Linked DNA regions of Mus musculus: all the other regions are linked to region 1. The links are chromatin contacts, called in public ChIA-PET, HiChIP or PLAC-seq and promoter capture Hi-C maps. All regions are on one chromosome and are shown on one strand. Each heading gives the region's core, a stretch centred on a gene start, on an enhancer-like site or on the middle of the called end of the contact. The rest is flanking DNA. Distances are from core to core; before and after follow the strand shown. Region 1 holds the start of P2rx4 (purinergic receptor P2X, ligand-gated ion channel 4). Region 2 holds the start of Setd1b (SET domain containing 1B). Region 3 holds the start of Pptc7 (PTC7 protein phosphatase homolog). Region 4 holds the start of Vps29 (VPS29 retromer complex component). Region 5 holds the start of Morn3 (MORN repeat containing 3). Region 6 holds the start of Arpc3 (actin related protein 2/3 complex, subunit 3). Region 7 holds the start of Orai1 (ORAI calcium release-activated calcium modulator 1).

Region 1 (4,158 bases), core at 998-3,497:
TACCATGAGAACAGACTGGAGCAGAGAGAGCCAGACTGATATTAAACTGCAAGTTTCTAGGCGGTTTTGGCTGGTTGACAGCCAGATTACCTTAGAGAATTAGAATAGATTAAGAGCTGCTTAGATCTTATACTGTAAAGCCTATTAAATAAATCTAATAGTTTCAGTCTCATTTATTTGAAAGCTAGCTGGGATAGAGAAAAAAAACTGTAAGACTTATAAAACTACTCATGACACACATCAAGTAGCTCACAACTGCCCACAACTCCAGTTCCACGAGATCCGGTGTCCTCTTGCACATATGCATGACACACGTCACATGCACACAAGTACCCATAATTAAAAATAAATCCTTTAAAGATGAATACATTTAAAAAAAATCAAGCCAGGCATGGTGGCGCACGCCTTTGATCCCAGCACTCTGGAGGCAGAGGCAGGCGGATTTCTGAGTTCGAGGCCAGCCTGGTCTACAGAGTGAGTTCCAGGACAGCCAGGGCTACACAGAGAAACCCTGTCTTGGGAAAAAAAAATCAAATAGGTATTACAAAATAAGAAGCAGTCAGGGCTGGAGATGTCACGCCAGAGCCTTTGTCCTGCGTGTGAGAAACTCAGGATGATGACCCAGTAAGACATAGAGAGTAGTGGTCAAGAAGAATTAAGGAAATATCACATGGCTTATATTTATTCTTTTGTCTCAGAATTTTCTCAAACAATGTACTAGGAGGGGGGCACGCACACGCTGGAGGACAATCGTGGGAGTTTGTTCTCTTTTTTTCCACCACTTATGTTCTAGGGATTAAACTCAGGTTGTCAAATTTGGCAGCATCTATCCTACTCACTGACTATAGACGGAAACAAGGTCTCACTCTATAGTTAGAACTAGGTATATAAACCAGGCTGGCTTTGAACTTGTGCCAATCCTCCCAGCTCTGCTTTCGGACTGCTGGGATAACAGGCATGTGCCACCACACCAGGCTGGCATGTTTTCCCACTAGGCCTTAGATTAAAACTCAAAATCATTCAAATCCCGTGATGAGTCGCTGGTAACAGGGCACTATGACTTGTGTATGAAGAGTTCTTCCCAAACCTTCATGTGTTGAAGGCTTCTTCCCTACGTGGGAGATAATGCTGAGAGGGGACTGGATGCTGAGAGACCTTAACATTGGGAGCTATGACATAACGGCAAATCTTATCTTAGCATTGGGAGGCGGTACAAAGGAGGTGAAGCCAGCTGGAATAACTAATTCCCTGGGACCTGGTGGTGGAAAGACACACCTTGTCCCCATGCCTTTCTGTAAGGTCCACCATGCTCTCTCAGATCCATGGAGCCAAGTGACCAGAAGCTGAAGCTAACTCAGATGAAATAAAAGATGCATGGAGCAGAAAATGAAAAGAACCGCGAGGAGTCTGATTAGAACCTCAAGCCTTGTGTATATTACCTGCTATATTTATACTGCACAGGGCTGAGATGCTCTCACTATGCTTGCTGGACAGTACCTGGTATAAGGGTACTTGGATGTATCTGTTACACTTAATATAAAACGCCTATTAAAAAAACTTCGGAAGGGAATGGATATATGTGACCTTAACAATGGTGTCTCCCCACGGGCTTGAATTTTTCCAATTCTCCCTAAGCTTGCGGTAAGCCATTCTCAATAGCAAGATGGCTACAGGGACCCCCCCCCACCCCCCAGGTGCTGGCTGTTGCCTCCTCTCAGGTGCAACTACGACAGTTATCTGACTAGGGGTAGGGACATGGATCGGCTTCAGGCCTAAGAGGGGTATATGGTGGCATTTGTGGCTGACTTCTGCAGACATCCTAGTACACCAGGTACTTATTCACCCACCCTATAGTTTCATAAAGCAGCACAGCGGGGCTCCCTCCACTACATCCAGATCAAGTTTGCCTCCTTCAGTCAGGGGACTGACTCTTCAGCACTCGGGTCCTCTAGGAATGTAACTCCTATCCAAGTTCCCCTGGCGCACGGCTCGTTATCCTATATCTGAACCGCAGAGCTGTCCTTTGCAACAGAACTCAACTGTCTGCCTTTCAATCCTAGGCCTGAGGGCGTCATTATCCTTGTCCCTCCGGGAGCTGACCTTGCTCCCTGCTCCAGAGGTAATTCGTCCCTTAGTGCTATACCACTCTTGCTTTTTAGATCGTCCCTTTGAGAGGGTCACGAGTTGGGGCGTCACCCTGGGGTGGCAGAGGGGGAGGAGACGCGCTCCTCAGGTCGCGCGCCGCCTATTTCCGGGCCGAGCTGCTGGGCGGGGCTGCTGCCCGGACCCGGTGGTGGTGGTGGCAGCGACAAGGCGACCCGCGGTGGCCACGACGCGGAGCAGCGGGCGGCGGAGCCATGGCAGGCTGCTGCTCCGTGCTCCGGGCTTTCCTGTTCGAGTACGACACGCCGCGCATCGTGCTCATCCGCAGCCGTAAAGTGGGGCTCATGAACCGCGTGGTGCAGCTGCTCATCCTGGCTTACGTCATTGGGTGAGCGGGCCTGGGGAGGGGCCGCGGCTGGGGGCAACCCAGACTGTCGGGACCTGGCAGCGCCCCCTTGCTCGCTCTCTGGGTCTGGGGCAATAGCTGAGCCGGCCAAGCCCCTCCTCCCCGAGTTCAAGGGGCGGCGACACGCCCTCGCCGGGCTCTAGCCAAGCCACCTGGAACCAGCTTGAACAGGACACTGGGGACTACTGGACGTCCTGGGAGCTAAGCCTCGTCTTAGCTAGACTGTCACCCCATCTTTCTCGCATCCTTCCCTCCCGACTTGCTTCATGCTGCGCCTTGGCTTGGTGGAGGGGCAGGGCAGGGAAGGCTTAACTCTGTGCGTCACGGACTTCTCTTCGGTTCCTTTTCAAACTCGGACAGAAACCAAGGCTTGTGGTTTTCATTCGGTACTTTCTGGGTCTGTGGTTTCTGTTACCTTAAGAAGCTTCTGATAACCCAGTACCCTTGAGATGTCACACTTCCCAAAAGTGTCCCAAGGTCACTTCCTTTGTTTTGTTGGATTGGTTGGGAATATGAGTACCCGCCTGATTTTGATTCTAAACTCTGCTCTTCATTACTGTTTATATATACCCTCCCATCACTAGGCGTTATGAAACGTTTAATTTTAATTGGATGCACCTGTAAGGCTGTAATACACCCCAGGAGAGATGGTGAACCTTACCTTGCCTCCTGGGCCCAATTTCAAGGTATTCGAGTGTCAACAGCTGCTAGCGTGACAGGTGGATCTGTTTTCTTACTAAAGGGCCTAAAGCACGGGTCCCCAAACAACACATTGGAGTCACTTAGGAATCCACAAAAAACACAGATAGATTGCCAATTCACAAACTGACTCAGAGCTGTAAGACCTCTGTGCCTGACCACACTCACCTGAGAAAGCTTTGTGTGGCCTTAGGTATATGAAATAGGTACACAGGTGGCTGGAGAGATGGCCCAGAGAGATGGTTAAGAATGCCTAAGATACAGCCTTTAATCCTAGCACTGGTGAGAGACAGGTAGGCAGATATCTATGAGTTCAAAGCCAGCCTGGTCTACATAGTTTCAGGACAACCAGAATTATTACAGTGTCCCAACTAAATAATAAATCAACAGGTCTCCTGCTTTGGTGTTAGGTCTGGAATCTGTTCAGACCGCCTAAGGGCATTCAAAAGAATGCAGAGGAGTTTCCGCTCACAAGGTTGTAGCTTCCACCATATGGAAGCGGTAGACACTAGATAAGACTCGCTGAAGCTGGAGGAGGCAGTAATCAGTATGTCTGCAATCCCAGTATTCATGGGGCTGAGGCAGAAGAATGCTCGCCTGAGCTATGTGAGCCCCTGTCTCCAAAAAACGTCCTCTTTAGCATGAGGCCTTGGAGTCATTCAGTCACCAGTACCTGAAAAACCCCTGGCCAGTATCTATTTTTTTTTTAAGATTTTTTTTTATTTTTATGTATATGAATACACTGTAGCTGTTCAGATGGTTGTGAGCCTTCATGTGGTTGTGGAGAATTGTATATAGGACCTCTGCTCGCTCCGGTCAACCCACTCCCTCAGTCTCTGACTGCTCCAGCCCAAAGATTTATTTATTATTTTTATTAAGTACCTGTAGCTGTCTTCAGACACACCAGAAGAGGGCGTCAGATCTCATTACAGGGGGTTGTGAGCCACCAT
Region 2 (4,158 bases), core at 677-3,176, 430 kb after region 1:
GTGTACGAGCTACTGGGAAGAAATCTGAATAGCAACTATGGCTGTAAACATTTTTTTTTTTCCAAAAAGCTCGAAGCTAAAAAATCGTAGCTTTATAGAAGCAAAAACGTCTAAAAGCATTTTAACTGACTTACATCAGACAAAGACAAAGACATACATGCAGATGAAGCTTCCGAAAATTCAGGACATCTCAGGCGACAGTAACACGAGAACGGCAGTGCAGTTAAGGACAGAATGGATTGGGTACTTACAATGTAAAAGGTTTTTAGAAAATTTAACAGTAACAACAGCTCACAGTTTTTTTGTTATTGTTGCCGTTTCGCTACAACTATACATTTAAAACATTACCTTGTTAAAAAATAGAATTAATAAGATGGTCAGGCTTAAGTGTTTAATAGAGGAAACTATATTTAAAAATTTATTGTTCAGTCAAGAGAATACAGATTAAGACAGCTCCAAGCTCTCCCACCCACCCACCCGAGAAAAAAAAAAAAGGAAAAAAATTAAATATGTCATTTACTTAGGTTTTTTTGAATTCAAAACTGTTAACTGCTGACATTAATAGTGTGCTATGACCTAGTTATACAAGACAAAGATGGATTCCAAGTCATAAGGAAAAATCCAGATCTTTTTAAAAGGTCTTCATTCTTCCAAGTGTGAGTCCTTTGGCAAATGTTAAACACATTCAGGCGTCCTGAACTGGATGGTGGAGTCAAAGGAAAAGCATTCCCCATTTGCAACAAAGGAAAAACCCACTTGGCCATTTAATTCCATTGCAGAAAAATGGCTCCCTCATCTGTTGGCCTCTCCTTGGAGTCTGATGAAGGATGTTTTGAGATCAGCGTCTAATAACTCAAGCCCTATAGAAGCCGCGCGCTGATTGGCTGCCGCACCCTGCCGCCCTGCTCCAGCCAATTACCTACCCACGGCCAAATTACAAACCCCGAAAAGAGCCCCAATATGAAATACACCACCACGAAGCCCCGGCGAGGCGGCTGCTTCGCCTCGGCAGCCCGAGAAGAGAGACCGAGGGCGTCTGCAACCAGATCCACGCGAAAAGCCGGGGAAGCCTACGAGTTGAACTCACAAAATGGAAGCCGAGCGCTGATTGGCCGCCGCCACTCCCGGACCTTTAATAAAGAAAGGGGAAGGAAAATGATAAATGCAAAAAAGGGGACTCTCTGTCGCTGGTGGCTGGAGGAAGGAGGGAGGGAGAAGCATGTGTTCAAGACAATTACTGGGCGCTCCCCTCCAAAAATAAAAACAGAAAGGCAAAAAATAAAAACGAAAAAATAAAGAGAAAGAGCTATCTTCCCCGTCCAGGCGAGGGTTGTATCCTCCCAGGAATGTGAAGGCTAGTGTGGTTCCAAACCTTGGTTTCCCTTCCCCAGCACAGCTCCTGGGAGGGAGGGGGCGTGCGGGCCAAAGAGGAAGCGGGATCGGAGATACCTCGATTGCAAACTCGTTTGGGGTCGACGTCTGCCTCCCCTCCAGGCTTCTAGTAGTCATACACACGATCACCCCCCACTCGAAACCCAGCCCTTTTCGCCGAGACTCCACGCGTCCACCACCGGCCTGGGCAGTTTGGAAACAGTTTGGGAGGCCCTGGGGGCGCACACCGTGGAGTCTTCCGTAGCTGGAAGGGTAGCCCCAGCCGCGGGGGAGATAGAAGCCGTGGAGACCCCCCTCTCCCCCGTCAGCCAAGCCCCCCACCTCAGTCCCAGCAGAATAAATAAATTAAAAGGCCTTCCCCCCGGGGAAGGGGGGGGAGGCAGTGTGGGAGCGCGCGAGTGAGGGGTGGGGGGCCGCTGGGGCCCGGGGCTTTGGCGGCGCAGCTGCCGCCGCCGGGAGAGTGCCTGGGGAAGCGGCGAGGAAGGCGAGGGGAGGAGGAAGAGGAGGAGGAGGAGGAAGAGGAGGAGGGTGAGCACTCGGGTCGGGCTCCTTAGCGGTGTATTGTGGGATGTGCGGCTACTGGGAGCCGAGCCTCCGCCGCCAGCCGCCTCCCGGGCAGCAGCAGCAGCAGCAGCGGCGGCGGCAGCAGCAAGGGCAGCGGCAGCTCGGGGCCCGGCAGCCGCTAAGGCGGCGTCCCCCCCATCCCGGCCCCCGGTCCGGCCGCCCCGGCCTCGGCTCCCGCGGGGGACACCATGTACTGGCTGGCGGCGCAGGGAGGCCGGCGCCCGGCGGGGATGTAAGCGCGGCGCAGGGAAGGGAGGAGAGAGAGAGAGAGAGAGAGAGAGAGAGGCCGCGGTCAGAGGAGCCGGGCAGCCCGAGCCCCCGGCCCCCGCCCGGGCGGGCGACGCCAGGCCCTGCCGCGCGCCCCGCTCCCGAGCCGGGCCGAGCGCCACGCCGGGCGGCTGGCGGCACCATGGGCCGGAGCCCGCGTCCTCCGTGCGTCCCGGACCGCGCCAGCCCGCAGCGGGGGCCCCGGGCAGCCCCTCGCTGCCAGCCGGAGACGGTGGCCGAGCGGGCGGGCGCGTAAACCCTCCGGAAAGGGTTTATTCTCTCGCTCCATTCTTAGATTTTTTTTCCTCGGGAGGCGGGGGGGGGGGGGAGAGGCAGCGAGACAAGCTTTCGGGGCGCGCTGGTAAGGTGGGAGGGGGGTGGGGGCCAGCCGATTGGATTCTCGGGCGAATGTGTAGAAGCGTCGGAGAGGACAACAACTTGCTTGGGTTTCAGGTTGGGTTAACGGCATGGAGAACAGTCACCCCCACCACCACCACCAGCAGCCCCCGCCGCAGCCCGGCCCTTCGGGCGAGAGGAGGAACCACCATTGGAGAAGTTACAAGTTGATGATTGACCCGGCTCTGAAAAAGGGGCACCATAAACTGTACCGCTACGATGGGCAGCATTTCAGCCTGGCCGTGAGTAGCCGGCGCGCCTTCCCGCCACCCCCACCCACCCCCGGTGGAGCCCCCAGACAAGAGGCGAACGGAGGGGGACCCCTCTTCCAGCTACCTGGGCCAACTGTCAGCCAGGACTCCCTCCCCTCAGCCTGGAGTGGGACTGGTGCCTTGAGGGGGGGGGGTCTGCCCCTGCCCCTGGGGAGGGTGCCAGCCCTTCTATACTGAACCCCCTGTCTCTGCCCACAGATGTCCAGCAACCGCCCGGTGGAGATCGTGGAAGATCCCCGGGTGGTCGGAATCTGGACCAAAAACAAGGAGCTGGAGCTGTCTGTGCCCAAATTCAAGGTAGGACCCCTCCTCTCTGTCTTATGGTCCCTCCCCCCCTCCTTCCCCGAGTTCGAAAATAACGCCAGTCCTGACCAAGCCCAGCCGGATTCTTAGTTCCCGCCGTCCAGGACTGGGAAGTTTTGGCGGGGAGGGGGGAGAGGGGTGTCCCCTCCGGGCCACTGTAAACAAAATAACACTCGGAGAAACTGTAACGAGGGCACTGAGACTGTATCATGCCGGCAGAGCTGGGGGCTCCCGGTCCCCACCTGGGTCCTTGCGCACCCAGGGCCCTGGCTCAGGGACCCGCCCCCCTCCCAACCCTTTGGCTTTAAAGGGGACAACTTCCTAGACCAGAGGGTCGTCTGGGATCCAGCAGCAAGGATAGGAGGCCAGAATAGGGGGGTGGGGAAAGAGAAACTGTTTCTTTTTCCCCTTTCCTTTCGAACCCAGAGGACTTCCAGGTTCCAAACGATTTAATCCTCTGCTTCCTAGGCCCGCCCGCATGCTTTTTTTGTTTTCTTTTTTCTTTTTCTTTCTTTTTTTTAACTGCTGGGCAAGTGAGGCGTGCTTGTGTTTTCTCTTTGGTTTTAATGTTTTCCAAACTCCCTCCCCCCCCCCCCCACCTCGGCCGCGGCCCCTGGCAGATCGATGAGTTCTACGTGGGCCCTGTGCCTCCAAAGCAGGTGACATTTGCCAAGCTGAATGACAACGTCCGTGAAAACTTCCTAAGGGACATGTGCAAAAAGTATGGGGAGGTGGAGGAGGTGGAGATCTTGTATAACCCGAAGACCAAGAAACACCTGGGCATTGCCAAGGTGGTCTTTGCCACAGTCAGGGGCGCCAAGGAGGCCGTCCAACACCTGCACAGCACTTCTGTCATGGGCAACATTATCCACGTGGAGCTGGACACCAAAGGTTAGTGGTGGCCCGGCCGGTTGGTGGCCTGTGGGGGAGGAGCTGGAAGGCCACCTGTCAGTCTCACCCTCAT
Region 3 (4,158 bases), core at 951-3,450, 420 kb before region 1:
CATGGTCTGGGAGCACAACAGAGAACACAGATATCTAAGATCCCCTTAGATATGGAATTACATCCTCACTGGTAGAAGAAAGAATAAAGGAAAGGTTTTGGGGCAGCTGTGTGCTTGGCAGGAGGCCAGTCAGCAAGGAAACACCAAATAGCTAGAAAAGGTATTTTGGACCTAGATCATTTATACACCACCCACACTGGCTAGGAATGAAACCTCAATGTGTATATGTTTATGACACATACCAACACTGTAAATGAGATAAACTGGGCATGCTAGTGTGTGCTTATAAGGCTGGGCAATTGACCTGTAGAGGAAGGAGAAACAGGACTGAGTTCAAGTCAGCCTTAGGCAAACAGAAAGTTCAAGGTCAGCCTAAGTTATAGGAGATCCTGTCTTTACAACAAAATACTAGAGACTGGAGGGATAGCTCAGCAGTCAAGAGCACTGACTGCTCTTCTAGAGGACCTGGGTTGGATTCCCATCACCTATATGGCTGCTCACAACTGTCTGTAACTCCAGTTTTAAGAGATCGAATGCTCTCTTCTGAGGCCCCAGGGGCACTGCACACACATGACATAGGACACACATGTAGAAAAAACACATAAAATAAGAATAACTCACTCTGTAGACCAGACTGGCCTCGAACTCAGAAATCCACCTGCCTCTGCTTCCCAAGTGCTGGGATTAAAGGCGTGCGCCACCACTGCTCAGCTTAAAAAGTTCTCTTAAGAACAGTAATGACGGGCTGGAGAGATGGCTCAGTGGTTAAGAGCACCGACTGCTCTTCCGAAGATCCTGAGTTCAAATCCCAGCAACCACATGGTAGCTCACAACCATCCATAATGAGATCTGACGCCCTCTTCTGGTGTGTCTGAAGACAGTTACAGTGTACTTAGATATAATAATAAATAAATCTTAAAAAAAAAAAAAAAGAACAGTAATGACGATGATGATGATAAAGAGTCTTTGCTGTTACTCAACTGAAATAATTTCTTAGGGAAATAACTTACAATTGTTAATATTTGGGGAAGGCTGTTTGATCTTTGTTCAAATAGGCCAAGAGTTTTAGAAAAAATAAAATAGAAAGTGCCCCCTCTCTTCTTTATCTCCCTCTCTCTTCTTTCTTTCTTTCTCTCTCTTTCTCTCTCTCTTTCTTTCTTTCTTTCTTTCTTTCTTTCTTTCTTTCTTTCTTTCTTTCTTTCTTTCTTTCTTTTTTGAGACAGGGTGTCTATGTAACCTTAACTGACCTGTAACTCACTATGTAGATCAGGCTGGCCTCATGTTCACAGATCTGCCTACCTCTGCCTCCTAACTGCCAGGGATTAGAGCTATAGGCCATCATGCCTGACCCCTTCTTTCTGCCAAGGGATGACCCTCTTGAAAAGAGAAGGCAGCTGTGGCTGGAGAAAGAGGCCTCATCTTGGCAGTTCTCTCAGCCCTCCACAGTTTCTGAAGGCCTCCAAATCAGAGGCAGGAAAAAGACCTGCTTGGCCAGGTTGACTGTCAAACTTAGGATCTAGGGTACTAGATCTGGGGCTTTCAAGACACAGGAATAATGGAAATGTTAGGATTGCCGTTTCTCACCCAGTATACTAGATGGTGTAGAATCCCAATCTTGGTTTCTTACAGTTATGTAAAGGAATATATATAGAGAGAGGGTGTGTGTATGTGGTGTGTATGGAAGAAACTGTTAAACAAGATATAGTGGCACATAATTTGTAATCCTTGAACTTGAGAAGCTGTAGGCAAGATCAGAAGGAATCCAAGGCCAACCTTGGTGACAGAGCGAGTCTGAGGTCAGCCTGTGCTTGATGAAACTCTATCTCAAAAAAATCAGAAGAGGGAAAAAAAAAGGTGGTGAGAGAGAAAAAAAATCAAAACAGGACACCCATTCTAATTCCCCCCCAAAAAAAACCCCCAACAACCCAGTCTACCGGTCATTCTCAATAATTTACAGTCCTCTGGTAAATCTAACTCCTGGATCACAGGTAGCCAAGACCAAAGCGACTATAACTCTTAACTACGACTTCCAGGAGACACTGCGCCCACACCCTTTGCGCACGCTCGATTCCGGTGACTACATAGGGCTGCGAGTCCGAGGGGGCGGGGCTTGGACCTGAGCCGCGGAGAGGGGGCGGGGCCGGGGCGGGGTCGGAGAGGGGGCGGCGCTGCCGGCGCGGCCCGGAACACGCTAGTGGAGCGGAAGATGGCGGCGGCGGCGGCGGCTGCAGCCGGGACCCCAGTGTGGTTGAGGCGGAGGAGCCGCCGGCTCTGACCTCGCTCTGGCTCCAGTGCGTGCGGTAGAGCGTGTGCGAGGCCCCGTGCGGCGGGCAGGGGCGGCAGTGGCCAGTGCGCGCCGCCCTGAGGAACGCCCCGGCGGCGCGGCTGCGGCGGAGGAGAGAGCCGGCTCCGGGCCTCGGCGTCCTCCGGCGCCCCGGGCCCCGCGCCTCCTCGGGGGGGCGGCGGCGGCGATGTTCTCGGTCTTGTCGTATGGACGCCTGGTGGCCCGTGCCGTGCTCGGCGGCCTGTCGCAGACCGACCCCAGGGCGGGCGGCGGCGGCGGCGGCGGTGGTGGCAGCAGCGGCGACTACGGGTTGGTGACGGCGGGCTGCGGCTTCGGCAAGGACTTCCGTAAGGGCCTGCTCAAGAAGGGCGCGTGCTACGGGGACGACGCGTGTTTCGTGGCCCGCCACCGCTCGGCCGACGTCCTGGGTGAGTCCCCCGGCCCCAAGTCGGCCTCCTGGGGACTCCGGAGTGCGAGTCTTCCCTGCTTCCTCCGCTGAGCGCAGCGCAGCGCCTTGCCGAGCGCCCCGAGATGCGTTTTCTGCCTCACGATCCCTCCCTCCCCATCCCCACACTTTAGAAATGGGGAAACTGAGGGACAGAGCGGTGGAGCCACGTGCCCAAGGTCACCGCCTTGGGAATGTGTCCAGTCCGTCCCGGTGCAGAACCGCGCACTCTTCTTAGTCACAGCCCCCACGCGACCTCGTCCTCCTCGTTCGGCGACACCTGCAGGCTGCTAACCTCGCTTTGCCTCACTCCCTCCTCCCTCTTGGCGCCCCGGGAATCCCTGCTTCTTGGCGAGCTCCTGACGCCACGGCCCGGTCCCAGCTGCGGGATCCGGGAGCAGACCCGAAGACAGACGGCGGGGAGCCCACAGCCCCCCGTCGTGGGTTCTTCCCGCTGCCTGGACCGTCCTCGGATTGCCATCCTTTTCGGGAAGGGCCGTGGGGTTGTGGGTGGACTGCTGGCCTGGTTAGAAATTCTAGCAGTGCTTTCTCCCTAACCCAGCTTGTCTACTTGAGGTCACTTGGGGGTGGCAGAAAGGTCTCCTTGACCCAAAATAGAATGGCTGGACCTGCTTGTAGGCTGCAGCCAAAAAGGCTGTGAGACTCGGTCACAGCTTTTTAGGCCACAGGTGCTTCCTAAGATCTATCCCAGTTACTAGAGGAGAGAGAGAGAGAGAGAGGAGAGAGAGAGAAAGAGAGAGAGAGAGAGAGAGAGAGAGAGAGAGCTGTCCAAAGGCCTAAACAAATGCACAAGCTGTCAGAAACTTTACCTAGGGTATGCCCTTGGAGAGTTCCCTGTATGCCACTAAAGGTCTTTCAGTTCGGGAAGCTCTTCTTTTGATATTGAAGGACAGACTGTCATTGGCGCCTAGGTTCAAATGTCACGTTGGTTTCACTTCTCCAGTGACATTGAGTTTATGGTTACTTAAAAGCTTCATAGGCTTAGACAAAATATGGCATCGGAGCAAATAATAGTTTTTGTGACAGTAATTGTTTGCCGTTTTTTTTTTCTCCTTCTTTCTTTTTCGTGTGAACAGTGTCTTTGTAGCTCGTTTGCTGTTTAGTGCAGGCTGACCTTCAGCTCTTGCTGAAGATACAGGTGTGTGCCCAGCTCCCAGCTCTTGACATTTTCAAATCAGATAACCTTGTGAGTTTTGGTTTTGTCACATGGAGTGTTTGTAAGCATGATACCGGGGTTGGTTCTCATTTTAATTGATGAATAACCTCTTCATCTGTGTTGAGAAAAATCTTGTAGTATTTAGACCGCACTATTGGTACCAACCTTTCAGAGAGCCTCCCTAGGTTTGGAAGTATACAGATTCGCCGTGAAGTCTATTGAGAGGCTGCCGTTTGCGGCTTCTGCAAGTCA
Region 4 (4,158 bases), core at 1,001-3,500, 350 kb before region 1:
GCTCTCGATTTTACCCACCACACTTCACTTGGACTTAGCACTTTTAAAACATCTTCTCTTGCTTTAATATATGAACCAGTCACTTAACATTCTTTTAAATTTAATTTATCTTGGCATGTAAAATAGGTTTCCCGTAGTTCAAACTGGTCTCACACTTGATATATAGCTGGCTGAGCTCTGCCTCCCTGGCACTGGGAATATAGGCCTGTGCCATCACACCTGGTTTGTTTTGTGTTGTTGTCGTTGTTTTTCGTTTGTCTGTTTGTGTTTCTTGACCCGTAGGGGAGGGTTTGAGACAGAGTTTCTCTGTGTGGCTTTGGCGTCCTGGAACTTACTCTGTGGACCAGGTTGGCCTTAAACTCAAAGAAACCCCACTGCCTCTTCCTCCCAAGTGCTGGGATTTGAGGCACACCTGGCTTTTTTTTTTTTTGGTTTGGTTTTCGACACAGCAGGCCTTTTAACTTACACCTTTCTCGGATGGGTCTAGCCACAGCTCATCGCTCACTCGTGATAGCGTTTGTACTGCTTTCCCAAATACTATGGAGGAAAAGAAAGGTGCGTTCACATTCTTCCCAAGCAGTGAAGACAAACCACAAGACTACTCTTGTATGCACAGGACTCAAGTGAAAACCAGAAAGGACGGTGGGATCCACTGAACAACTTAGTCATGCCTGTCAAATGCAAGTGATTCTTCTGTTGCGTGTTAGCGCCCTGTGGGTCAGACTGCCTGAGATGGAAATAGGGGATTTTAGTTTTACAGAGACAAGACTACTCCTCAATCAAAACACTAGTTATCCAAAATTGTTGGCAAACTTCATCCTTCCGAAACTTCAAGGCCTTTTCCGACTAACCCATTTCATCCTGGCTCTACTAATTGCTCTACGCTTGATCTTGGGCTAAAGGCTGGAAACTAAGTGGTTAGCACTTGCATCCATTCATGGGCTATCCATACGACAACAGCATTGAGCATCTTGGCTTCCAACATGCTAGGCTAGGTTAACATGTTGTTAGACTATAACGATCTCAACTTTGATGCTGTGTCAAGCCTTAGCAAAGTGCATCACTATGAGAGGAGGCACCATGACAGGAATTCACCACACGGTGTCCTAATTGTATGTGATGCCACAGAGCTGGAAACAGTGGTTTGAAATCCTTTTTTCCTGAATATGTCCGAACAATTTCCCGTTAAGTGATTACACTGAACTTTTTGGTCAAGATACACCTGGGAGTTAAACTACTCAGCCGATCCACACAGCGTTTTATAGACTAATTTACATTAGGAAATGCCGTATACCCTTACCTACATACACAGTAAGACTTCAATAAATATGCATCGACATAAAATTCAACATTATTTCTCCTGCAAGCCAATTTCCGTGCTAATGCTCTCATTCATTTTGAGTTCTCCCAACCTCTGAAGGGGGATGGTACACTGGCCCTTCTTTGGTCTGTCTACACACAAACCCGGTCCCCAGCCCAAGCATCCCACCCCCCTTATAAGGCTATGTATTATACAGTTCTCCACACAGTCTTTCTAATTTCTGATCTCACTACATGGACTTTTTATTTAGCCCATGCTTCTAACAACCTCTATCAACGAAGGGGCTAATATTAGTCTCATTTTTCGACTGAGGGACAGAGAGGATTGTTCGAGATTATATATTAAAACAAAAACAAAACCCAACAACAATAAAAAAAATGTCTCCGGCAGAATGTCGAATAAAGCAGCAGGTTGGTTTTCCCACAGCTCAAAAATACTTTTGCTGGTCAAGTATTATTTCCCCCCTTGAATTCTCTCCACATCAGCCCTCCTCAATCCGAGTTTAAGGCCCAATGGCACAATTCTTTTCTCGGTCACCGAATTAAACCCTGGACATAAATCAAATGGAACGGGGCTGGCATGCTCTTCGAAGCCCAGCATGGCCCTCGCGAGGCGCGCTATGGCAGCTTCAGTCGTGGCGAAGAATGGCGGAGGAGGCCGAAGAAGACGATGGATAAACCCTGCACGAGGCGTTAGACTTTTCCCTCTTCTAAGTAGCAAAGCAAGAATGGCCGCTCCACCTTTCACCTGGCCGCCCGTCATCCCGCACTTCAGCATGGCTACGGGCAGAGCAGGCATGGAGGGCGCAAGCGCGCCAGCCGCGGGTGCCCGGATGTTGCCCCCGCACTTTCCGCGAGCTCAGCCTTTCCTTTGCCCCGCCCACGAGCGATTTCTTGCAGCGCCGGGTTTTTTTTTTTTTTCCCTTGACGGGAAATGACCCTTACGGGCCCCCGTAAGACAGGCTCTTGCCAACTTCGCGTCTCATTGGTGGCGGAAGAAGTGGGCGGGTCGACCGAGGAGCCTGAGGAAGAGGGCGGCGGCGTTCGTGGTGATTGAACGGAGCCCTGGTGACAGGATGGTGAGCCCCACGGCGGCTGCTACCCGGGTGGGGCCGGGATGCTGCGGCGTCCGGTTGAGGGAGTGGGGTGGGGGCGCGAGGAGGATCCGGGTGGCCGCGGAGTTGGAACGGGAGGACCGCGGCTGGTTGAGGGTGCGGCTCGGCCTGATGTCGCCCCCTCGCCCCAGCGGCCAGAGGGCGTGCGAGGCGGACCCGGCGGCCGGACCCGGTCACGAGATCGGCTCCGGCAGTCGGTGTGACCGCACGTCTCTTCCCTCCTGGTCCTTCCCGGCTTGCTGGGGGTAGCCGGCCTCGGGGCAGAGCGCGAAGTAGCCGTCGCACTGGCCGCCACTCCGGACGGGGACCCGGAAAGGGGACTGCTCGTCTCCTGTGGCCGCTGCGGCCCCATTGAGCGATGTCGTGGGGATCGTTTGGAGCCTGCGGAGATGCGCGGGGTTGTTCGGAGAGCCTTAGCTTACCCAGTCTGCATCAGACCTTTAGGCCCGTCCCCCCCAATAGATTGCTGTCCCTACGACTTTTCTGTGCAGACACGTCCTTGTAATCCGATTTTCGAAGGCACTCTTTGCTCTCTAAAGTTGGGGGGGGGGACTGCTGTTTGTCCTGATGAAGGTTAAAGTGAAGGCACCTCACTGGCTGCTGGGCACGCGTTGCGTTTTTCACAGATTATCCTTGTGCAGACAACCTTTTAAAAAGGTGGCCTAGCAAACACAGAAGTGGATGCTCACAGTCAGCTAATGGATGGATCACAGGGCTCCCAATGGAGGAGCTAGAGAAAGTATCCAAGGAGCTAAAGGGATCTGCAACCCTATAGGTGGAACAACATTATGAACTAACCAGTACCCCGGAGCTCTTGACTCTAGCTGCATATGTATCAAAAGATGGCCTAGTCGGCCATCACTGGAAAGAGAGGCCCATTGGACATGCAAACTTTATATGCCCCAGTACAGGGGAACGCTAGGGCCAAAAAGGGGGAGTGGGTGGGTATGGGAGTGGGGGTGGGTGGCTACGGGGGCCTTTTGGTATAGCATTGGAAATGTAAATGAGATAAATACCTAATAAAAAATGGAAAAGAAAAAAAAAAAGGTGGCTTTATAAGCCGTTCCAAAGGTATATGCTTAAATTCACTGGATTTTGGCATCTAAAAGAGAATTATTTTGCTTTAGACTCCAGTTTAAAGTAGACTAGTTCTTTGATGGCAATTTGGAGACACTTGCAAGGAAGAAGAATTTGCTGGAATGATTGCATATTCATGTCTCTGAAGTCGTTTTGAGGGGTGAACGCTTATGTTTAAGGGCAGTTGCTATGCTGGGCATCACGTTTCTTTTAAATTTTTATTTTGAATTTTTGTGTATGTGTCTCTACATGAGTTTATGTGCACCAAACAAGTTCAGGAGCTACTGGAGACCAGAGGGCTTCGGATCCCCCGGAACTGGAGTTACAGGGAGTTGTGAGGTGCCACGCGGGTACTGGGAACCAAATCCGGGTCCTTCAAAGATCAGCAAGTGCTTTTTAATTGCTGAGCCATCTCTTCCATCCTAAGTCAGGTTATAACGATGTAGCCCTACTGGCCTGGAAATCAGAGATCTGCCTGCCTCTGTCTCCTGAGAGTGGGCACTAAAGGAGTGTGCCACCACACAGAGCTTGATCTTGACATTTTTGTCACATGATAAAGTACTCCAGCTAGTAATATCCTCTATAGCACATAACTTACCCTGGAGTGTGATTTTTCAATACTAGAACCTCAAACATAAAATAAATA
Region 5 (4,158 bases), core at 1,119-3,618, 340 kb after region 1:
CTGAACGCCATAGGCACCAGGCTCTCACATGCTGCATATACATACATACATACATACATACATACATACATACATACACATCAAGGCAAAAACACTCATGTACATGAAATAAAATAGATCTTAAAGAAGACAAGACTCACCATGGTCCACGAGGCACAATATATTTATTAGATACTTAGCTCTACAGACATGAGTTTTCTCTCTCTCTCTCTCTCTCCCTCTCTGTGTTTTGCTTTGCTGTTTTTTTAAAGACTTATTTATTTATTATATGTAAGTGCACTGTAGCTGTCTTCAGACACTCCAGAAGAGAGCAACAGATCTCATTACGGATGGTTGTGAGCCACCATGTGGTTGCTGGGATTTGAACTCATGACCTTCGGAAGAGCAGTCAGTGCTCTTAACTGCTGAGCCATCTCACCAGCCCTTTGCTTTGTTTTTGAGACAGGGTGTCATTATGTAGCCCCAGCTGCACTGGAACTTGCCAGGTAGACCAGCCTGGCCTTGAATTCACTGAGGTCATCCTGCCTCTGCCTCTGGAGTACTGGAACTAAAAGTATGAGACACCGCAGTTGGATGCTTCCTTCCTTCCTTCTTTCTTTCCTTTCTCTCTTTTTAAATTTTATTTTGTTTTGAGATAAGGTCTCATGTAGCTGAAGCTGGCCTTGAACCCCTGATCTCCCTACATATTGTCTTCCAAGCACTTGGGCACTGCAGGAATGCACCATCATACCTGGCTTCTCCAACCCCAACTTGCTTTGGGGGAGGGGGATCTTAGAGATAGGGTCATAGCCCAGCCTTGATCTTCCTACCTCAGACTCCTGAGCCAGTAACTGGGCTTATAGGTAATGTATACTAAAACCACATCCAATTCTGACCCACGTTCTCTCCCATTACTCTTTGTTCAGCTACACTGACTTCTAGTCTGTCCCTCAGTCAAGTTACACTGACCTCCCTAATTCTAATTCTACAGTTTAAGGTCTAAATTTTAGACGAAAAGCCCCTCAACCTGGACACATCTTTATCCTTTCTGCCTAGCTCAAACATCACCCTGCTCCTGTCTTCTTTGTTACTCCCTCTCTTCCCCTCTCTGGTGCCCTCTATAGCCTAATACCACCTCTTCAGTAGTCACTTCTTCCCAGGTCACCTCATTTGGGAAATGTGATGGTAGTCTACTTTGCAGAGTCTCCCCGAGCACCCTTGCTCTGAGCAATCTTGCTGCGTGTACTTTATAAAGAGACATTGTTGCCACTTAACAGATGAGAAAACCTATAGATAAGGTATTCTAACAATGCAGGCTCAGGGATTCTAGTGTAGATAACCCAGGAAGGCAGGAGAAGAAAGTGGTTAAGTCTGGAATTGCAAGACTAGAGCTTTTAAATAGAGTCCCCGTCCTACCCCCATCCATCCCGGACAAACGTGATTTGCAATGTATCGGCCAGAACCCATTCGCCCCCTGCTGGTTAAGACTTGAGTCCAGGCATACAGGAGTAATCATGGTCACTCAGTTACTTCTGGGGGGTTGGATAGGTCCAACCTGTGTCTTGAGGCCCAGACCTTGTGCCCCCACCATCTGCAGAGCATCAGGGCAGCATCTGAAGCCCACAACGCCTACTGCAAGTCATTTTCTTAATGTGTTGACCTTTTCAACCAACCCCAGGCTCTGCTACCCTGTCAGAAGACAGAGAGCGATCCAGCACCCCCAGAACCCCACCCAGCTTTGGGCTGGCTTCTGATGATCCCTATCCCATTTTTGTTTTCTGTCCCTAGACTCTGGCTCAGCTGAAGTCAGGGCTGACTTGGACTTCAGAGCCACAGCCCCCTGCTGGTCCCGGTTCTGGTCACTAAGTGGGGTTGGGAACAAAACAAGATCGCTTATGTTCTTAATGGACTCTGTAACAGTGCTTTTTGTTTTGTTTTGCATTGCCCACCCACTCTGACCCCACGCTGGCCACTAATCCCCGGAGGCTCTCCCGCTTAGCTTACCGTGTTTCAAGTTGCCCTTCCATTCGCCCACGTAGTGATCGCCGTTCACAGCAAACACTTGGTGTCTCAGTCCGTTCTTCTGGGCTTTCCGGTCCCACCCTTTCCACGGCGGCTCTACTTTCCTTGGACACTTAGTGACCGGCATGCTGGCTGCCTCTGTGGTGTTGCGGGGGTGCTAGCAGGAGGTAGGGGCATCAGGGGCTCAGTGACTCCCGTGTATCCTGGGGATCCTGGTACTTCCTGGGGAGGTGCCTGCCTGAGTTCCAATAGGGCAGGTCATTTGTGTTCTGAGTCCCCAGGGCAGGTGAAGAGCCCTCAGTGGGGATCCCTCTGTGCTGGACTGACCCACAACAGTCCTTGCCCTTGCATTCTCCTAGGGTCCATCTGTCAGGGATGTGATGGCATAATTCCTTTGGAACCCAGGGATTGTGATGACACTGGAGAGAAGCTGCCCCTGGGAAAAATGATGCTCACAGGTGACTTAATGACTTGAAAGACCAATCAGGAACCGACTTTGGTAGAAGAGACTCGAAGTAAGAAAGATCAGATGGTACCAAGTACTGGGACCACTCCAGGTGTATCAGAGGGTATCAGGCAGACAGCTGCCTGCCCTGTTAGCCCTTGCCCTACGTACCTGGTAGATGGGACAGATGAAGCTCAGGGGTTGCCTTTCAGCAGGGGAGATCCCACAAATCAGAGACTGATTTCATGGTGACTAACTGTCCCAGACTGCAAGTCTAGCTATACAGTGAGACCTTGTCTCAAAACAAACACAGTTGGACAGCCCTTGGCTCACTGGTCATCCTTCCACATCTGAGCCCTACGACTCTTATCTGGTAGAGCCATAGACTCTAGAGGGAAACAGTGGGTGGCCCAGGGTCTCCTCCCCATGTCTGGGAGCCCCGACCTGTTTTCCTCAGGTCCCCAGAATCTCCAGAAGGGATTGTTCATGTCTTTCCATCTGTCTCCAGCTGGCTCATGGGTGATAAAAACGTTCCTATCTACATCCTGGGGACCGCAATCTCCCTCAACTAATACAACCACATACTCCATAGGTTCTGAGGCTGTACAAATCCACTCCCATTAAATCTTGCACCGGCAGCACATACACACAGGTGCTGCCAATCAAAATATCCTCAGGTTGAAGCCAGTTCTAGGAGGTCATGGTATCTTAGCATCCACCCACAGGGTCAGCCTCACAACCTGTGTGCTTCAGGTTGGACACTGTGCCTGCCACCTGTGCATGTTTTACAGCCTCTGTTCCCACAGAGGGGACTACTGGCACATGACTTTAATCCCAGCACTCAGGAGGCAGAGGCAGGAAGATATCTGAGTTCAAGGCCAGCCTGGTCTACAGAGTGAGTTCCAGGATAGTCAGGGCTACACAGAGAAACCCTGTCTTGAAAAGCCAAAAACCCAAAATAAAAACAAAACAAACAAACAAAAAAATCAAAACAAAACAAAGCTTGCTTTTTTTTTTTTTTAATATGGAGTCTTGCTATGGCTCTGTGGCCCTGGCTGACATGGAACTCCATACTCCATATGTAGACCAGATGTAGACCAGGCTAGCCCCTAATTTGCATTATTCTTCTTGCCTCCTGAGTGCTGGCATAAAAGACATGTACCACTACACTCAAGTTCATTCATTCATTCATTCTCTCTGCCCCTTTCTGTTTCTAATAGGGTGTCATGTAGTACAGGTTAGACTCAAACTCCCAATGTAGCTGAGAATGACTTTTTTTCAATCCAGGGTCTCATGTAACCCAGGCTAGCCTCAGACTCACGATGCAGGATGACTTTAAATTAGCGGTCCTCCCAACTCTACCTCCTAAATGCTAGGATTGCAAGCATTAGCCTTCTTGCTTGGTTTATGCAGTGCTTAGAATCAAGCCCAGGGCTTCACACATGCCAAGCAAGTACTCTATCTACTGGTCCTCAGGCAGTGGTCTTAACCGATGAGCCATCTCTCCAGCCCCATACTGGCAGTTCTCCACGTGCCCTTTAATTGTTGTGTAGAGATCTGGCTTCTTGGCAGGGCCTCAGATGGAGAGTGGAGGACTTGAGAGGGGAGCCATGGTATAGAAGGTTTGTGCTGCTGTCAGAATCCTGAGGCTACCAATCTGCATTTGCAGTATCTTTATATATCCTTCGAGAACAATCCTGATAGTACCTTTT
Region 6 (4,158 bases), core at 1,068-3,567, 320 kb before region 1:
TAAAGGTGTATTCCTTAAACTCGGAGATTCAATCTTCTGGAATCCATAGCCACTGTGGCTCAAGATCTTCAAACCAAGATCCAGATAAGGATCTCCAAGCCTCCAGATAAGGGTCACTGGTGAGCCTTCCAATTCCGGATTGTAGTTCATTCCAAATATTGTCAAGTTGACAACCAGGAATAGCCACTACAATACCCTAAAGCAGAAGAAATAGTTTTTCTTTTTAACTTACATTGAATTACATTGAGCTTTTGAGAGTCCATTGGCAGCTGGTGTGGTGCAGGTCATGGGAACAGCCAGCCAGAAGGTCTTTCTCCAGCATCCCTCAAAGGCCAGGCTCTGGCAGAGTGAGGCTGGATCTTAGTAAGCCCAGCTAGACGTGACATTACAGAGTATTTTCCATAACTTCTTTCCTTGAATCCTTGCAACAGGGCCCAAGGCTCCCTGGATATTTGGTGACCAGTCTACCTGGTAACGCTAATTCAGCCCTCATAGCCCTCAGGTCAGAAGTTGTCATGTTGGCCTATAGGGCTGAGTTTGGTCCATTTTCAATAAAGCCAAGTGAGGCTCTCTGAATCCATAGTCGTTGGCATCTGGAGGCCAAGGCTGAGGGCAAGAGCCAAGTGTGGCTGGGCTGTGCACCAGGCCTGGTGTGGGAATGGGCTGAGCTGCCTGTGGCCTAGGAGTACGGGATGGCTGAAAATATCCTGGTCTCTGGTCTCTGGACTCCCATTAACAGGTTCCCAGGCATGGTGGCGCACACCTTTAATCCCAGCATTCAGGAGGCAGAGGCAGGCAAATTTATTGAGTTCGAGGCCAGCCTGGTCTACAGAGTGAGTTCCAGGACAGCCAGGGCTACACAGAGAAACCCTGTCTCCAAAACCCAAGAAAGAGAACATGTCTAATGTTAGTTCTAAATACTTTTCTTGTAGCTCATTTCAGCCTCCCTAAGCAATGAGGTAAATACTGAGGCCTCTATATTTAGGTGAGGAACAGAGGCACAGAGAGGTACATTAAGTTGCTCAGAATAACACAGCTAGTCATGTTGGAACTAGGATTCAACCCCAGGACCTGGCTCCTCAGCAGTCATACAAAGAACAGGGAGTATAAGCCAGACATTGTAGAGACCAGCCTGGGCTACATAGTTAATACCTTGTCCAAAAACAAAAAGTGGTTGGCTGGGTATGGTGGTTACATATCCCCTCAGTCTCAGTACTTGGGAGGCAAGGCAGGTGGATCTCAAGAGTTCAAGGCCAGCCTGGTCTACAAAGCAAGTTTCAGACTAGCCAGGGCTACCCAGAGAGGCAAAATACATACTTACATACATATATGATGGGTGTCAGTGGTGGGTTTGTAGTCATCCCCTCAGACATGTGGCATCACTCAGGCCCTTATAATATGCTTGGTTTTCATGACCACTTAGTCCTTGCCATGATCTGGGAAGACATACACCATACCTTGTTGAAAGAGTAGAAATGATATACACATTTAGTGGGTGACAGACAGGTCAAAGGGGTAGGCTCAGGACTTTTCTTTCCTTTACCCCTGTGGTGGTCCCTGACTGTCTTAACATGACAAGGAAGATAGACACCACCGTCGGCATCATAAAACTAAGCAAGAAAAATAAATAAAAATAACAGGAGTGATGGGCACATATCTGTAATTCCTGAACACAAGTGGGTGCAGATCAGTTCATATTCATTTATATGTATATGCCAGCCTGGACTTCATGCGACTCTTAGCAAAGAAAAAATTGAAAAATAAAAAATATTGGCCGCCAAGACGGCTCAGGGTGTAGGTGTTTCTGAAGACTGTGTTGGTTCCGAGAGTATCACGGTGGAAAGTGAGAACTGATGTCCCCCACCTTGCATTGTGGTAAAAGTACAAAACTAAGCCAGGTGTGGTGGCGCACGCCTTTAATCCCGGCACTCGGGAGGCAGAGGCAGGCGGATTTCTGAGTTAGAGGCCAGCCTGGTCTACAGAGTGAGTTCCAGGACAGCCAGGGCTACACAGAGAAACCCTGTCTCGAAAAACCAAAAAAAAAAAAAAAAAAGTAAAAAACTAGACATAGCAGAAGGGTAAATCAGGCGACTGAGTGGTACTGGATTTGAAGCTGAAGCCGGGAAATGAGAAAAAAAACCCAAAAAACAAAACCGGGAGCTGATTATTAACCACTTGCGAGGGAGTCTTCAATTTCAAAATCCAGCCTTTTATTCTGAACGTGCTTTATGCATGCGCCACGGTCATCGCCTCACGCTGACGCGCCCCCTGGCGTCACTTGCGGTCAGCGCAGCCGGAGCAAGTCACCGGAAGTGCGTTTATTCCTTCCGCCCGCCTCTTCCGGCTTACTTCCGCCCACTCCACCCAGGCTCGGTCGTCGGAAACGCTTTCTGAGTTCGGCTTCTCTGGATCGAATCCGGACACCGTCAAGATGCCGGTAAGCATTCGAGCCCCAGGGGCGGGGAGCCGAGCGGGGCGAGGGTCCGAGGGGTGGCAGGAGATCTGTGTCATAAGGCCGGGGAGAGAGGAAGCGTCCGCCCTGATCTCCAGCCTTTGCCTCCAACACCGGCTCGCCTGCCCCGCCGCTTCCCCCCTAACCCTGCCGTGTTCCCAGATCCCACCCTAGAGCCTCGAACCTAAGAACGATGGCTGGCTTTTAATTTATTTTTAAGTCTAAGGTCCAGCTTCTCCTTTTTTTTTTTTTTTTTTTTAAATTTCCCCCTTGTCATTTCCACTTCCTCCTCCACCCCAGGGAGTGGGATCGGCCTGCTACCTAGTCACCTGTCAGACCTCACTTCCCTGATGGACCCCTTCCTCCGTCTCCCTGCTCTGACTCCCACCCGACTCCCTGACCACCACCGAGCCAGCGCTGGTTTCCTTTTTCGTGTGCATCCGAGTGGGAGGAAATTGATGCCGATTGCAGCTTAGCGAAGGGACGCTTGAATAGCGTGCACCCACACTGAACCAGTGTTACTGACCTCTCGCTGTGAAGCCAGCATTGTTGACAGCAGCGACTAAGGGCCACTCAAGGAGCTCACAGTTTAACGGGTAGACAGTAACCATGCAAATGCACATAGGAAGTAGTTTCCTATCTTAACAACTGCTGTGACGAAAACAGATAGATGGCAGTTAGCCTACCCCTATCGCTCAGTTATCGCTCATCCCAATACCGAGGCAGGAGGATGGCAAAGTTCAGGCCAATGTGGACTATGTAGTGAGTTCTAGGCCATCCTGGGCTACAGAACTGCAAAGCCTGTCTCCCAAGAAATGGGGGAAGAAAAAAAAAAAAAAAGAGGCTTGCATGCAGGAGGTGGGGTCACAAGGTACAGCAGCTCATGCCTGTGACCCCAGCTCTGGGGAGGCAAAGGACAGGCAGATCTTCTGGCTTATTGGCCAGCCAGCCCAGCCAAAAATAAGCAAGTTCTGGGTTCAATGAAAGACGATGTCACAGGAAATAAATATATATATAGAGAGAGATAGTAGGGGCTGAGGAGGTGTCTCAGTGGTACAAATGAGAGGACCTGAGTCTGGATGCTTAGCACCCAAGTAAAACAGAAGGGGCGGGGGGAGGGCATGCAAAGCGTGTCTGCAGTTTCGGAGCTGGGGATGTGTAGAGTTCCCTGAGGCTCCTTGTCTCAAAAATAAAGTGGAAAGCAGTTAAGAAACAGACCTATGGCCTCCACCTGTGGATATGAGCATACATACCTACATGCACACATATGCACACACGTGAACATGAACACTACACACACACACACACACACACACACACACATGTACACATGCATGGTCATGTGCAAAATAAAACTAAAAACAAAAACCAGTACCTGGTGACAGGGATTGGGAGAACAGGGGACCCGGGGATGTGGGCAAGAGGCTGGCATAAATAAGGCTTATTTATAATGAGTAGGAGAGCAAGCCTAACTTTGAACAGTGTGCATGTGTTTGAGTAGCAGTGGGGAATTGACCCCAGGGCCTCATGGCATGCTACATAGATGCTCTACCACTGAGCAGTATTCCCCCATCTTTTTTACTTTTGAAAAGGGGTCTTATAAAATTGCCCAGACTGGCCTTGTAGTTGTGATCCTCCTGCCTCAGCCTCCTAGGTAGCCAGGATGACAAGCCCGTCCGGCATCACCGTGTTTGGCTTTGGAAGAT
Region 7 (4,158 bases), core at 1,106-3,605, 310 kb after region 1:
TAATTGGCTAGACAACTTCAGATGCCGACCTAGCATTGCTGCGATAAAGGCCAAGACCGAAGGCAACTTGGGAAGGAAAGGGCTTATTTGGCTTACGTGTTCCCAGGTCACACTCTATCAGGGCAGGAACCGAAGCAGGGATCAGGGAGGAACGATGCTTACTGGCTGCCTCAGCCTGCCCTTCTTATAGAACTCAGGATTTTACCCACCTGTCCAGGGGGCAGCACCACTCACAGTGGGCTGGGCCATCCGTGAATCAATCATTCATCAAGAAAATGACCTCCAGATTTGCATACAGGCCAGTTTGAGGGGTACACATTCTCCATTGAGCTTCCCTCCTCTCCAATGGCTCTAGTTCATGTCAAGCTGACAAACAACAACAACAACAACAACAACAACAAAAACCCAAAAACCTAACACAGATGCTATTACAATCAGAGCTATGCAAGGGAAGATATCAGGGTGACCAGACAAGACCATACGTGGGGCTATGTAGGCAAAAGGAAAGGTCTTTAGGATAGTTGAGCACAGGTGTAAATGATAATCAGGAATAATAAGCACAAAGCCCATGTAGGAAACAAACCTAATGGGGTGAGATTTCAAATTCCAAGGGCTCAATCTTTTCGTTGTCATTTTATGTTCTGGAGACATTTTTGTTTGTTTGTTTGTTTGTTTTGGTTTTGTTTTGTTTTTCGAGACAGGGTTTCTTTGTATAGCCCTGGCTGTCCTGGAACTCACTCTGTAGACCAGGCTGGCCTCGAACTCAGAAATCTACCTGCCTCTGCCTCTGCCTCCCAAGTACTGGGATTAAAGGCATGCGCTACCACTGCCCAGGGAGACAAAGTCTTTTATGTAGCTGGCCTAGAACTCAGAGATCCTCTTGCCCTGCCTCTGTCTCCCAAGCGCTGGGATTAAAGGCTTGTGCCACCATGCCAGCCCCAAGTTCTCAATCTTTGTAAACCTGGGAAGGCAGCAGCTAGGGGAATCTCAGAAACTCCACAGGAGGCCTCTCTTTTGTGCCATGTGGTTGAGTGAAGGGCTGCCCTCTAGCGGTTGTACAAGAGTTTAACTCTCACACTGTTAGACCTGGAGTGCCACACCACATGCTTAGGATTTATTTGACTGGGATCTAAATTTATCATTTGTTCTTGTTTTTCCCACATGTATTCAGTCAACAAGCATTTCTTCAATGTGGAGTATGTGCCAAGAAACATTCTGAAGGCTGGGGGTTAAAGCGGTGAGACTGCTCTTAACGTGTCCTAAAGTTCCTTAGCCCAGTGCCCTCCCTACCTTACCGGTATCTCCTGAGCCCCACCCTGAACCTCCCTATTTTCCTCTTCCCTTAGGTCCTGGCGCCTATCTTGCTGGCCCAGGTCTCAGCTCAGATGAGACTCCCAAGGTGTGAACCTTTTTAGTCTGCCTCCTGCAGAATAGAAAACGCTACGGAGGGGTCTGGGAATGGCAGGCACAGGCTAATGGCAGGCACATGCTAATGGCAGTAGTCCAGAGGCTTGGGCAGATGGCTCTTTGTGAGTTCGAAGCCAGCCTGGTCTATATAACAAGTTTCAAACCAGGCAGAGCTATGTAGTCTCAAAAATAAATAAATACAAACGGGGGCTAGCATTCTAAAATTAAAATAAAAACCCTGTTACTATCCACCTTTTTTTATCTTTTTTTTTTCTGTACACATTTACAGTCTCCTGAACTATAATTGACTCGATGTTTGTGTGTCTTTTCTACAAGAGTGTTGGCTGCAAGGGTGCAGGGAATTTTGTCCCTCTTGTGTTTCGAGGCAAGGGCTCACTCCTCCTTCAAACTCATTGTTTTCCAGTCTCCTCTATGCTGGGACTCCAGGCACGCATAACATCTTCGGGATCGACTTTGTCCGTCTCAATCACAAGCCTACACCCTGCCCTCGGTGCCTGGGACCGTGTTGGCACCCAATAGACGCTCAATAACCGCTCACTGAACTCTAGTAGCCCTCCGCTTGCTCTTTTTTCCAACAGACCTTTTGCCACCTTGTTCCAAGGAGGAAATAGGCCTCAGGAGGCGCCCAGAGGTGACCTCGGATGGCCTAAGTCAAGAGCTCCGGGAGCAAAGCCACAGGAGCAGCTGCAAAGAGAAGCGAGGCCTGACAGCGTGGGGCGCTTCCAGGAAGGCGAGCCAGGGGCTGGGGGCGGAGCCGTCGGAGGCGGTGCGGGGTACGTCACTCGCACGGACACCGCCCACCGCCTTGTGGGCGGGGTGTGTTCGTGGGTGTGGCGTATGCAAATAACCTCGGGTCGCCGGCCAATCGTGGAGCTCGCGGAGGTGCCGGCTTGGGACCGGACGCCGGTCGGCACGCAGGCTCCGGTCGCGGCCGCTTGGAACTTGCGGAGCGGTTCTGCAGCCAGTGCCTCGGCCTTCGGATCCGGTGCGTCCGGCTGCGGGAGACCGGCTCGAGTGGGAGGCCGGCGGAGGTGCGGCGCGGCCCGGCCCGGCCCCGGGGCCGCAGCCTTCTCAGGCGCTCGCCGCCAGCCGCGCCTTCGCAGCGTACTCCATGCATCCGGAGCCTGCCCCGCCCCCGAGTCACAGCAATCCGGAGCTTCCCGTGAGCGGCGGCAGCAGCACTAGCGGCAGCCGCCGGAGCCGCCGCCGCAGCGGGGACGGGGAGCCCTCGGGGGCCCCACCGCTGCCGCCGCCGCCACCCGCCGTCAGCTACCCGGACTGGATCGGCCAGAGTTACTCCGAGGTGATGAGCCTCAACGAGCACTCGATGCAGGCGCTGTCCTGGCGCAAGCTCTACTTAAGCCGCGCCAAGCTCAAAGCTTCCAGCCGGACCTCGGCTCTGCTCTCCGGCTTCGCCATGGTGAGCTCGGGCCTCCCTGCCCTCCTCCCCTCTTCCTGCTTCGGCCGCTCCCGCCCGCAGCCCCGACGGGGCCCACAGTTGGGAGCGGGCTGGGCGTGCCTGGGGTGAGGGGAAGAGCTGGGGAAAGCTGTCCTAGGCGCCGGAGGGGAGCCAGAGGCTGCTGAGCTGTGAGGGCGAGGTGGACGACCAGAGATAGAGATACCCACGCGCAGGTGTTTTTAGACGGGCACCTTGTCGCGGCAAAGAGGTTAGGGTTACAAAGAATGTTGCTTTCATGAAGTTGCTATGTAAGAAGTCTGCCCTGCATGTAATCAGGGGGACAAGAAGGATGCAAAAGGTCCAGCCCACTGAGGACAGGTGTCAGGAGATGAAGATGAGCTACATTGTGGCCGCGCCTTCTCGCACACCTAAGGCCGGAAGGTATTAACAAGACTTTATCAAATATTGGAGGGGATTTCCCAATACGTTCCACCTCCCCATACTCCACTAACTCTTACTCCCTTTTACACTCCCCACCCCACCGCATTTTCCAAGAGCCTCAGCCTAGGGGTTGAGTGCCACTCCCCACCCTCATTTTCTTCTCTAGAAACTTGCCTCTGAGTCACTGGGTGTGGGGGAGGAGGGTGGGACATGTTCCCCTTGAAAGGGCTCTTGCTTGATGAAGAGGTAGGCATATTTTCCTCCCCTCAAGTCCCAAGAAGGTGGTACGAAGCCTCTGCAGGAGGCGCCCCTGGAGGCTGCAGGTTAGGCACCAGACCTTAACTCTAGGAATACCTTCAGGCTTGCCTGTCTTGGAGTTTGCCTGGAGCTGTTATTATCTTTCGATGACATCAACCTACATCAGTGGGGTCTGCCGCCCCCCCCCTTCACCATCACGGCCGCCTCCCCCCCCCCCCCCCCCCCCCCCGTGAATTAGCTAAGCCTTTGGCCTTGAGGAAGGGAGTGGTTGGCACCCTTGGTTTTCTTGGGAAGGGAGTGTTGTCTGGGTCTCTCCCTGTCGCCTGCAAACAAGTGGATCAACACAGTTGTGAGCCCGGATGCTTTAGAAGCCCACAGTGCACTAGGCCAGAGAGGAAAGGCCAGGAGGTGTGATATAAATTACCCTTCCCAGCTCTGCCACTTGCTGCTTGCCTGTATGACCTCAGGCAAATCAATCTCTCTCTCTCTCTCTCTCTCTCTCCCTCTCTCTCTCTCTCTCTCTCTCTCTCCCTCTCTACCTCTCTCCCTCTCCCCAGATCTTGATTTCTTAAATGGCAGATTAAAAAAAAAAACCTTAAAACCGACTTTAAAAAATGATGTTGGAGGAGGAG

The links. Promoter capture Hi-C pulls out the DNA fragments that hold promoters and counts their contacts. ChIA-PET counts read pairs in DNA pulled down with a chosen protein or histone mark. HiChIP or PLAC-seq counts read pairs in DNA pulled down with a chosen protein or histone mark. Capture Hi-C pulls out chosen DNA fragments and counts their contacts.
Region 2: a FOXA1 HiChIP or PLAC-seq map of pancreatic cancer cells shows a contact between it and region 1. The contact joins the promoter of Setd1b here to the promoter of P2rx4 in region 1. A contact is called at or near these places in 1 of 484 Hi-C or Micro-C datasets (B cells) and 6 of 115 datasets of contacts at active chromatin or transcription factors (bone marrow-derived macrophages, embryonic stem cells, extraembryonic endoderm stem cells and 3 more).
Region 3: a contact with region 1 is called in a promoter capture Hi-C map of liver, with 1.9 times the contacts expected there. The contact joins the promoter of Pptc7 here to the promoter of P2rx4 in region 1. A contact is called at or near these places in 4 of 39 promoter capture datasets (the C10 cell line, hippocampal neurons, liver and 1 more), 3 of 115 datasets of contacts at active chromatin or transcription factors (bone marrow-derived dendritic cells, embryonic stem cells and large pre-B cells) and 1 of 9 other capture datasets (adipose tissue).
Region 4: an RNA polymerase II ChIA-PET map of memory CD8 T cells shows a contact between it and region 1, with 73 read pairs. The contact joins the promoter of Vps29 here to the promoter of P2rx4 in region 1. A contact is called at or near these places in 19 of 39 promoter capture datasets (the 3T3-L1 cell line, 3T3-L1-derived adipocytes, the C10 cell line and 13 more), 1 of 484 Hi-C or Micro-C datasets (the HPC-7 cell line), 6 of 115 datasets of contacts at active chromatin or transcription factors (embryonic stem cells, memory CD8 T cells, microglia and 2 more) and 4 of 9 other capture datasets (adipose tissue, liver, macrophages and 1 more).
Region 5: a promoter capture Hi-C map of frontonasal cranial neural crest shows a contact between it and region 1. The contact joins the promoter of Morn3 here to the promoter of P2rx4 in region 1. A contact is called at or near these places in 4 of 39 promoter capture datasets (cranial neural crest, frontonasal cranial neural crest, liver and 1 more), 1 of 484 Hi-C or Micro-C datasets (embryonic stem cells) and 4 of 115 datasets of contacts at active chromatin or transcription factors (embryonic stem cells, memory CD8 T cells, microglia and 1 more).
Region 6: a promoter capture Hi-C map of pancreatic islet shows a contact between it and region 1. The contact joins the promoter of Arpc3 here to the promoter of P2rx4 in region 1. A contact is called at or near these places in 15 of 39 promoter capture datasets (the 3T3-L1 cell line, 3T3-L1-derived adipocytes, the C10 cell line and 10 more), 2 of 15 datasets of contacts at CTCF or cohesin (the NIH/3T3 cell line and large pre-B cells), 3 of 484 Hi-C or Micro-C datasets (B cells and muscle stem cells), 22 of 115 datasets of contacts at active chromatin or transcription factors (the HPC-7 cell line, the SCID.adh cell line, bone marrow-derived dendritic cells and 13 more) and 4 of 9 other capture datasets (adipose tissue, embryonic stem cells, liver and 1 more).
Region 7: a contact with region 1 is called in a promoter capture Hi-C map of liver, with 2.1 times the contacts expected there. The contact joins the promoter of Orai1 here to the promoter of P2rx4 in region 1. A contact is called at or near these places in 1 of 39 promoter capture datasets (liver), 3 of 115 datasets of contacts at active chromatin or transcription factors (embryonic stem cells, memory CD8 T cells and pancreatic cancer cells) and 1 of 9 other capture datasets (pancreatic islet).

Annotation. Positions count from the first base shown.
Region 1 is chr5:122,705,297-122,709,454 of GRCm38.p6, forward strand. P2rx4 (purinergic receptor P2X, ligand-gated ion channel 4) reads left to right here and starts at 2,248. Exons shown (of 12, transcript NM_011026.3): 1 at 2,248-2,491. The coding sequence starts at 2,358.
Region 2 is chr5:123,140,267-123,144,424 of GRCm38.p6, forward strand. Setd1b (SET domain containing 1B) reads left to right here and starts at 1,927. Exons shown (of 17, transcript NM_001040398.2): 1 at 1,927-2,188; 2 at 2,677-2,861; 3 at 3,090-3,188; 4 at 3,815-4,085. The coding sequence starts at 2,691. It also overlaps a transcript of Rhof not described here.
Region 3 is chr5:122,282,198-122,286,355 of GRCm38.p6, forward strand. It overlaps Pptc7 (PTC7 protein phosphatase homolog), which reads left to right and starts at 2,201. Exons shown (of 6, transcript NM_177242.4): 1 at 2,201-2,712. The coding sequence starts at 2,472.
Region 4 is chr5:122,352,078-122,356,235 of GRCm38.p6, forward strand. Vps29 (VPS29 retromer complex component) reads left to right here and starts at 2,251. Exons shown (of 4, transcript NM_019780.2): 1 at 2,251-2,399. The coding sequence starts at 2,397. Rad9b (RAD9 checkpoint clamp component B) reads right to left here and starts at 2,128. Exons shown (of 13, transcript NM_001382853.1): 1 at 2,062-2,128; 2 at 467-537. The coding sequence starts at 2,098.
Region 5 is chr5:123,044,648-123,048,805 of GRCm38.p6, forward strand. Morn3 (MORN repeat containing 3) reads right to left here and starts at 2,369. Exons shown (of 5, transcript NM_029112.2): 1 at 1,984-2,369. The coding sequence starts at 2,128.
Region 6 is chr5:122,389,561-122,393,718 of GRCm38.p6, forward strand. It overlaps Arpc3 (actin related protein 2/3 complex, subunit 3), which reads left to right and starts at 2,318. Exons shown (of 7, transcript NM_019824.4): 1 at 2,318-2,437. The coding sequence starts at 2,432. Gm32853 (a long non-coding RNA gene) reads right to left here and starts at 3,751. Exons shown (of 4, transcript XR_387695.4): 1 at 2,979-3,751; 2 at 1,322-1,436.
Region 7 is chr5:123,012,719-123,016,876 of GRCm38.p6, forward strand. Orai1 (ORAI calcium release-activated calcium modulator 1) reads left to right here and starts at 2,356. Exons shown (of 2, transcript NM_175423.3): 1 at 2,356-2,848. The coding sequence starts at 2,540. It overlaps Gm2479 (a long non-coding RNA gene), which reads right to left and starts at 2,309. Exons shown (of 3, transcript XR_387710.4): 1 at 2,009-2,309.